Regions from separate parts of the Gossypium hirsutum genome. Here all the other regions are linked to region 3. The links are chromatin contacts, called in public Hi-C maps. All regions are on one chromosome and are shown on one strand. The core of a region is the stretch at or near the end of the contact, and the rest is flanking DNA. Distances in the headings are between cores, read along the strand shown. Region 1 holds the start of LOC107922239. Region 2 holds the start of LOC107922345 (mannosyl-oligosaccharide glucosidase GCS1). Region 3 holds the start of LOC107922441 (proteasome subunit beta type-5).

Evidence for each region. A called contact is a pair of places that touch in the nucleus more often than the background predicts.
Region 1: a contact with region 3 is called in a Hi-C map of leaf, with 1.9 times the contacts expected there. The contact joins the promoter of LOC107922239 here to the promoter of LOC107922441 in region 3. A contact is called at or near these places in 5 of 34 Hi-C or Micro-C datasets (hypocotyl, leaf and petal).
Region 2: a contact with region 3 is called in a Hi-C map of leaf, with 3 times the contacts expected there. The contact joins the promoter of LOC107922345 here to the promoter of LOC107922441 in region 3. A contact is called at or near these places in 15 of 34 Hi-C or Micro-C datasets (anther, callus, hypocotyl and 3 more).

What each region holds. Positions count from the first base shown.
Region 1 is chrD01:53,889,454-53,892,160 of Gossypium_hirsutum_v2.1, reverse strand. It overlaps LOC107922239, which reads right to left and starts at 1,351. Exons shown (of 1, transcript XM_016852160.2): 1 at 537-1,351. The coding sequence starts at 1,182. The coding sequence ends at 790. LOC107922238 reads right to left here. Exons shown (of 11, transcript XM_016852159.2): 10 at 2,580-2,674; 11 at 646-2,244. The coding sequence ends at 2,598.
Region 2 is chrD01:53,538,932-53,541,733 of Gossypium_hirsutum_v2.1, reverse strand. It overlaps LOC107922345 (mannosyl-oligosaccharide glucosidase GCS1), which reads left to right and starts at 1,376. Exons shown (of 22, transcript XM_041087422.1): 1 at 1,376-1,869; 2 at 2,031-2,104; 3 at 2,271-2,522. The coding sequence starts at 1,567.
Region 3 is chrD01:53,757,368-53,760,228 of Gossypium_hirsutum_v2.1, reverse strand. LOC107922441 (proteasome subunit beta type-5) reads left to right here and starts at 1,356. Exons shown (of 8, transcript XM_016852482.2): 1 at 1,356-1,604; 2 at 1,780-1,910; 3 at 2,010-2,139; 4 at 2,364-2,470. The coding sequence starts at 1,797.

The DNA.
Region 1 (2,707 bases), core at 102-2,601, 130 kb before region 3:
ATAAGTTAACAGGTAACTTGTCTTTAGGCACATTAACAAGTCGTAAGCGATTTCAATTCCACAACTTCATTAGTAAAAAGGTTTCCTTGCCTTTCATTCAAGCCCAGGATGCAGGATTTGGTTTGCTTGGGAGAAGATAGTACACGCAATAGTACCTAAACCTTGATCAATTACGACAAAACTAACACTCAACTCATTTCAGGATTTTTCTTTTTCCTATGAACCCAAACAACATAAGCTTCAAGGTTACTTTTATGAGCGCCAATCCGTACATTAAATTTTAGTTTGCAGTTCAACTAAATTGAACAAAACATTTCATTTGCAAAATTTAAAAATATTATTAATTCTGTTAAATGATAAATAACTTTTTATTTTTATTTTTAAAATGGTCTTATTTGTTTCTTTTTACTAGTAAATAGACTAAATCATTAGTATAATAGTACAAGAGAACCAATTTGAACTAGTCCCCATCATAGATGGAGCTGTCACCGAATTTTTGGGAGAAACCATCTCTGTGCAGACAAACATATAAATGATGAGAAGAATTCTACTGTATTAATATTTTGTTAACTACTTTTTAAGTTTTAACCATGGAAAACTACATCTATATGAAGCAAAATCCATTCCAAGTCTTACAGAAACTTGTTTTCCTAAATTTTGCAGTATTATTTAGAACTGTTGCTGGCATACATATTGTGTTGGATCTAACAAGGCAAAACCCTGTTAAAGAAGAGAAATCCCAACACAGTTTTTTCAAACTATAGTACCACACACACACATATATAAAGATCATACCAGCCAGCTCTCACGAAAAATGGACTGGTACTGCAACAGGACTAACAGCAACACAATGAAAGCAGCCACCGCCCAGGGTGAGGTACCTTCAGAAGGGTGATGGTGAGTCCGGCGGATACGTTCCCAGGGTGATAACCCAAACAGCATACCAGAGACTTCCATAGAGGAGAGCCATCGTGCCAAGAGTATTAACACGACTGGTGTGGCGAAAAGTACCCAACTCATTTGCTGGTCGGCAGATTCCACAGCCGATTCGTAGTTAAGGTAACTTGATATTCCGAGAAATACAGATGTGAGAGAAAGGATTAGCAGAACAGGATAAGGCAGAGGAGTTAAAGAGAATGAATCCAAGATGGAGTCACCTCTACTTCTAATATGATGGGCCATAAAAGAGGTATAGGTTTAGGGCATTTTCTAGTATGTGAATTAAAGACTCTATTTATAGTAAAAACATTTGTTGATTTGGTTCCTAGTGAAATAATCAGTCTGACTGCAGTTGTAAGCATACGGAAGAAAAAGGTTAATTCTTGGAATATGTAGCTGGCTTGTCTGGTCTGGGGATGGTTTGCATTACAAGAATGATGTATAATATACTAAGATAGATGGTACTAACATTGAACGAAGAGAAGGGGAGTGGCCGGGGGGGATGCTCAATGCTACACTTCACAACACAAGCACCTCGGAATGTGTTTTATGGTTGATCCTCCTCTAAAAATTAGCAATTAGCTTTCGTTGGGGATTATAAACATCTTATTATGATCTCCATATGAGCAAATAGATAGGCGTGAAGGAATCTCAGAATAATATAGTGATCACTAAAAGCTTTTAGATGGAGCTAACGGACAATGTTTTTTAAGTTGGAACTAGGGCATCAATCTCAATCTTATTCATGAATAATAAGAAATAAGAATCCAACACTTCCATTTTTCAATTACTCTTAACTATAGTCATGTTAGAAATATGGGGTAAAACCACCTCTTCTGACATAATCCCTATACATTTTGAAATTAAATAATTAAGGACAACTAATAACCTTCCCTTGTCAATTATAACTACTTTTAATTGGTATAATAACTTAACTCTCAATGTTTATATATTTTAAGTAAATACTGTAAGCTAAATTTATTAAATCAAGACCAAGTATTAATGTTGTGATTGTCCTTTTTTACTTACTTTTGAAATTGATAATGATTAAATTATTTTGATTTTTTTAGAGACCAATTTATTCAGGGACCATAAAGGTGTTTTTTTACCAAATATGGGCCACATGTCGGCAGACCCACCCAAGGGATGAGTTCCTAACATGCCCATGACGACGGTGAAAAATAAATATAAAAATGAAATTTTAGTATTTATACAAGCTCATGAACGAAACAACCGACCTTCCCCAAGCTAGCTGCCTCGGAAACGTCAGAGACGATCCATCATCCATGCTCCTTAATTTCCCTCCTAAAAATAAAATAATAAACTAGAGAAACCCACAATACACCAATTTCTACAATCATCTGGTAAGCTCTAAAGCATTTGAAATCCAATATGACAAAAGACATGAATTATTCCTCTTGGTTCTACCCAATCCGACTAATCTTATATGGATAAGTTGGCCTTTCTCGGACCAAATGTCTGGACTTTATCCCTTATATTAAGAACCCAAATGGGATCACCAAGCTTATCAGTTTTCGCGAAAACTGTACAACAACATGATGCTCTCTAAAAAGTTCGTTTCCTTGTAACTAAGATGAGTTAAAAGTGGACAAAATTGATGACTTGCCAATATAACCTACCACAGTAAATGGCTGAGATCAGACTTTCCCCTCGTACTGGAAATTCAGTTTGTAATCACGTTGCAAACTGGCCAAAGTGTTTCTACAAGGACCCTCTGCAAAATTATGCATAGATGAATGAAAAAGTT
Region 2 (2,802 bases), core at 127-2,626, 220 kb after region 3:
TAATAAAGAGAAGGCTCAACTCTCCATTAAAATTAATCAAATAACACAACTTAATCTTGGGGTATTTACAAAGAGACTACATATCACAAAATTCTCCTCTAATAAAATAAAGTTAAAAAGAAAGAAAAGTAGCAACCAAACTCGTTGTTTTTCTCCTTTTTTGCTTTACTTTATAACCAAATTTTGAGCTTAAAATCAGTACAAACCAATAAATATTTCACTGATTCCAAATTTCAGCACACAATTTAGGAAATTAACTTCAATGAGTAAACAACTACAATGTAATTTATCTCTTTTTATGCAACAGAACCTCTTGTAAATCCAAAAAATGAAAACCCAGATTTCCAAAACCACAAGTTTTTATCGCCGCAACATCCCCCATCTCAAAAGTTTTCAGCTCAAAAACAGTTATTCCAAATTACAAAGCTAAAATAACTACAAAAGCACTACAAAACTAACTGCATGACTTGCAGACATTAAACAATTATGCCAAGGCACACAATCTAGCATTCAATTGCCAAAATCAGTTCTGATTGAAATGAAAATACAAGCTTAAATCAACTACAAATATAGTAATGAGAACTATTCAACAATAAACGAATAAAACAAATAGAAGAAAATTAGAAAGAGAGCGAGAGGATATACCCAGTTCTCTGTTCAAGGATAGCTAGAAATTGCATCTTCAAGTAAGTGCAGGTGCAGATTCCCAATAGCACTACCGTTAAGAATGAATGGAAATTGAAGAGTGCCGACTGAAAGCGCACATCAGAAAATTAATTGAACATATAAATAAAAATGAAAAAAAAAAGCTTACGAATCCATGACGATGGCGATCAATCACAACCTAAAATTTTATGGGATTCTTTTCCCAATATTTTCTATTTAGGATATGAATGAAGCAACAGGGAAGAAGAAGTAATTTAGCTGAGCGGGGGGATGAACTAAAATGCCGATGGAAGAAGAAGCAGAAATCTATGAGGGCAGAAAAAGGAAACGAAAACAAGAAATGGGTAAGGATTCTCTAATCGGTGCTGAATGGGAGGAATACCTATTACGGGACCGGGTGTATTAGGTAAGGAACAAATTTGGGACGTAATGGCAATACAACCAACCAAACAACAGATTGAAGGGAGATTAAGTGGGGCCCACCGATTAGGTGTGTATTGGCTATGCCAATAGACCCAACCAAACATGGTGTAATAGATGATAACGGTTGGGTGATCGTTTTGTTCAAACCCGAAATGTAAGTAGCAATTTTAAAAGTTTTGAAAATTCAGTAACAAAAACGTAATTTCAACCAAAGTTGAGGGGAAACCGGGATAATTTACTCAAAAAATTAAATCGTATGTTATTGGATCGTGTGACGTGCCAACATGTGATCTATGATACGGAATCATTACTCGTTAGTCGTCGTCACAGGCGACGGGAGCCGTGATGGGCTGGGCCGAATCCTAAGCTGCCCGCCATTTTTGGCGCACACACTGCGTTGCTCCATTCCTCCATCGATCAGTGCAAGAAAAACGCCTATTTCCCTAATCTCAAAAACTCTCCGACCCCAATCTGAGAATGACCGGAGATGGTCGAAGGAGCGCTCGAAGCAGAACCAAACCCTCCTCCGATGTCAACGAAGACGATGATGCTTTCAATAAAGCTAAACCAATCTCCAAACTCCGCAGAGTTAAAACCAAAGATCACGGCACCGCACTTCGAATCCTCAACGCTGATCTTAAAATCATTCTAGGTTTCGGCATAGTCGCCGCCTTAATTATATTCTTTTTAGTCAATCATCTCATTAGCATAGCTGAAGAAGCTCGTAGACCTAGAGTCGTCACTCCATTTCCAGCTCCCAGAATCATGGACTTACCTCAGGTACTCCAAATGTGAATTTCTATCCCTTTCTCACTTTTTTCCTTCAAATTTTTTTAAAAGAAGTTTTTAAATCGCGAATATAAATGTAAGTATATTGGAGTATAGATTTTTTTTATACGTATATGTACTTATTTGGTAATGGAGCACTCGATTTGTGACAGTTTCAAGGCGAGCATAAGGAGAGCTTATACTGGGGAACTTATCGTCCTCATGTTTATTTTGGGATTCGTGCAAGGTAATATCATATTTTTACATTCCTAGAACTTGATATGTTTTTCCCTTTAGCTTTATAATTTTGAACCGAGGAGATAAAGTTCATGTGAATAATAGCATGGTAATTCTTTTTTGGCTAAAAAGTGATTGTAATTGGAGGTTGTTAATTAGCAAACTGTATCTGGCAGGACTCCTCTGTCACTAGTTGCTGGATTAATGTGGCTCGGTGTAAAGGATCGGAGGTATTTTATTCGACACATTTGCCAAGATTCCGATGATCTGAGCACATATGGTTGGACAAGTCATAATGGACGGGATTTTGGACATCAAGTTCTGGTTGATCAGGATATGACTCTAGCAACAAGTTTCTTGAAATATAAGGAGGATGACAGTGGCTATGGAGGAGACTGGGCAGTTCGAATTAACGTACAAAATCAAGGGTATGTTGCTTGATCTGTTATTTTACTTGTGTTGTTGATTGCATATGTTTAACCTGGTGCTTTCTTGAAGATAGGTCAGAGGAAAATATTGAAGTTGATTTTATGACAGTCCGAGAAAAAAGATTGAATAACTGAAGAATACATTTGTAAATGAACAATTAATGCATATTTCAATTTTATGAAAGTCTGTGGCTTAACATTTTTAGTGCCATGCATGTTTCAATTTTAGGTGTAGAATTCTTTGGGTCAATTAATGTATTGAGGTATTATATTTTCCTAT
Region 3 (2,861 bases), core at 107-2,606:
GACCCATAATTTACAAGATGAGGAATTCAACTAGAAAGGTTCCAAGGTATTTTGTGCTAACAACTCACTCACTAAGTTCGCGTGAACTTACAAAGTGTTTGTTCTTGTTTCAGGTATTGCTACGAGAGTAAGTACGCCAAGAGGGAACAAGCCAGGAATGTGCCAACTAGGAAACGGTGAATTGGGTTATTATGCATTCAGAGGATATCTTAGGAGTAAGGCGTATAGCATAGTATGCCAAGATTAGTCTGTCTTTAATGAACTTTTATGTTGTAATGTCTTACATTATTTTAAAAGTCTGTTGTATTCTTGGATGTCTTCTTTATTTCTTTTATTCAGAAAATATTTAATAATACAAAAAGAGATATGTTGAAAAAAGATCATATGCAGATTGTTTAAACATTTATGCTAAGTGTTTGTATGTCGTAATATTCGATATCCAAAATCAATGATTCGGGTTGGGTAGAGGGTGTTACAAAACTTATCAATTTAAAGTATAATGACTAAACCCATAACTTATATGGAGTTGAAATTTGTTTACTCAATTTGATCGAATGCTTACCGTTAATTGCGTTCTTTGTTTTTAGACATTTTTTGGAGAGTAAACCTTCTTTGTAAGTGAGATTGTTTGGGTTGAGTGATTGTAAATTGAGGTTCTTTGTTGGGCTGTAATTACCTCACTGTATAATGGTAGATTGAGCTTTAGCTTTTACGATTCCAGATCCATTGTTTACTAAAATCTAGCTCTATTGAGTAAGATTGTTATTCAAATTGCGTTAACAAATATTGCGTGTCACTTTATTGTTTTGCTATACTATTTTTTAATCCGCTTGTTAATCTACCAAGTTTCGATATCTATTGAAACATCAATTGAGACAATATATTGGAACATAATAGCAAACTGAGAGGTTTTTATAAAATATTAAAATATTAATGAATTAACACCATTTTACGTTGATATATTGTATACAAAATAATTATATTAATTTGACATGAAAATAAATGTATGTAATCATTTCTTTAAATGTGTACAATTGAATCAAAATCAAAGTTTTATGTATACATATGAACCGCAAATCAAGTTTCATATGCATAATTGCACAAAATAAAAATTTATGTATCAAAATTACACATTGAACTAAAGTTAAATATATAAATTTGATATTTATTGTTAAAATTAAAAGATTGATATGATTAGTGATTTAAAGTGTGGGCAATTACCCCGTTAAAGTTGTAACCTAGAGGGTTACAAATCTTTGTGAAATCTTTAATGGGCATTGGAAGTTATCAAAAACAAGGCTCAACCCATTTCATAAAACTAGCTCTTTGGCCCATAGATCTTGTTAACTGTAAGAGATTCTGTGGACTGGGATAATTGTGTGGTTTACAAAGTCGATACTCCCATCTCCGTTTTGGATCAAAGCTTGGGCCAATCTGAGACAACCCAAACAAGCAGATTTTCCCAGTTTCCCGTAGCACAAGAAAACTGAGGAAGAAAAAGTAGAAATCAACCCTTTTTCCTCCTTATATTTCAGTTTGCTTTGCTTTGCTGCATCTCATTCTCACTTCACCTTTTTTTTTTTATTGTCTGGATCATCGGAAAGGTTCTCTTCTCAACCTCAGTTTTGTTTTCGCTTTTGCGGTTTTAATATTTTGAAAGCATTTATTTTCTTCACTTAGGGTATTGTTCTTTAATTTGATTTTTTTGGGGGTTGGGGGGGGGGGAGAAATTATCATCAAATGCATCAAATTTTCTGATTCAGTCTTGCGCTTTTGTAGAAATTAAAGAACCAATCATGAAGCTTGACACCAGCGGACTAGAATCGGCTGCTCCTGTCTGGGGTGCTCCCAGTGAACTTGTTGACGGGTTTTCGGCTGCTCCGTCGTTCGATCTCCCAAACACTACTGATGTGAGTTAAAAATTTCTGCTAATTTGGTACAACATTATTAGTTTCCCGTGTAAAGGGAGATGTTTGGGGCTTATTTTATGTGTGATCGGTGTATTGCAGTTTGATGGGTTTCAAAAAGAAGCTATCCAGATGGTAAAACCTGCTAAGGGTACCACCACGCTAGCTTTCATCTTTAAGGAAGGGGTCATGGTTGCCGCTGATTCTAGAGCTAGCATGGGAGGCTATATCTGTATGTTTCTCTTACTTTTTGTGTGTATTTTGCCTTAGTTTTTATTTTTCAGAAATTTGTTGGTTAGGAAATAGTCTATTAGTGGTAATTGTAGATTAAACCTTGTCATAAAAAAAACATCTATAATTTTTCAATCTTTTGTTTCTTCTTTTTTGTTGTGTTGGGGTAGAAATTGAATCGTGATTGTTGATTAGTATTCCTTTTCCTATCCTAAAATTTGGCAGCTTCACAATCAGTGAAGAAAATTATTGAAATCAATCCTTACATGCTTGGAACAATGGCTGGAGGAGCTGCTGACTGCCAGTTTTGGCACAGAAATTTAGGCATCAAGGTAATGGGACAAATGTGGCCCTCTTGTCAGTGGGATATTAGCATCAGGAAACTTTTTCCTCCTCTTTTTGTGTTGGATTGTTATTGTATGTTATATATACTGTATATTTTTGCATATTGGGTCCTATGCAAGGAAATGTAGAGAAAAAAAAGTCTATTGGTCATTTTGGCATTCTCTTGCAGTTTTCATTGATGATAAACCATGGGGTTATACAATGTAGAAAGTGAGATCTCAAAGGTTTCAGATATATACTTTTTGAATTGGCTCTATAATCGAACTACAGATGTCCTGCTTTTTCTAAAACACGTATATGAGAACAAAAGAATAGAAAAAATGATTTGATATTTAGCATAGCTTACTAATAGCTAACTAATTTCAATATCACCTTCAA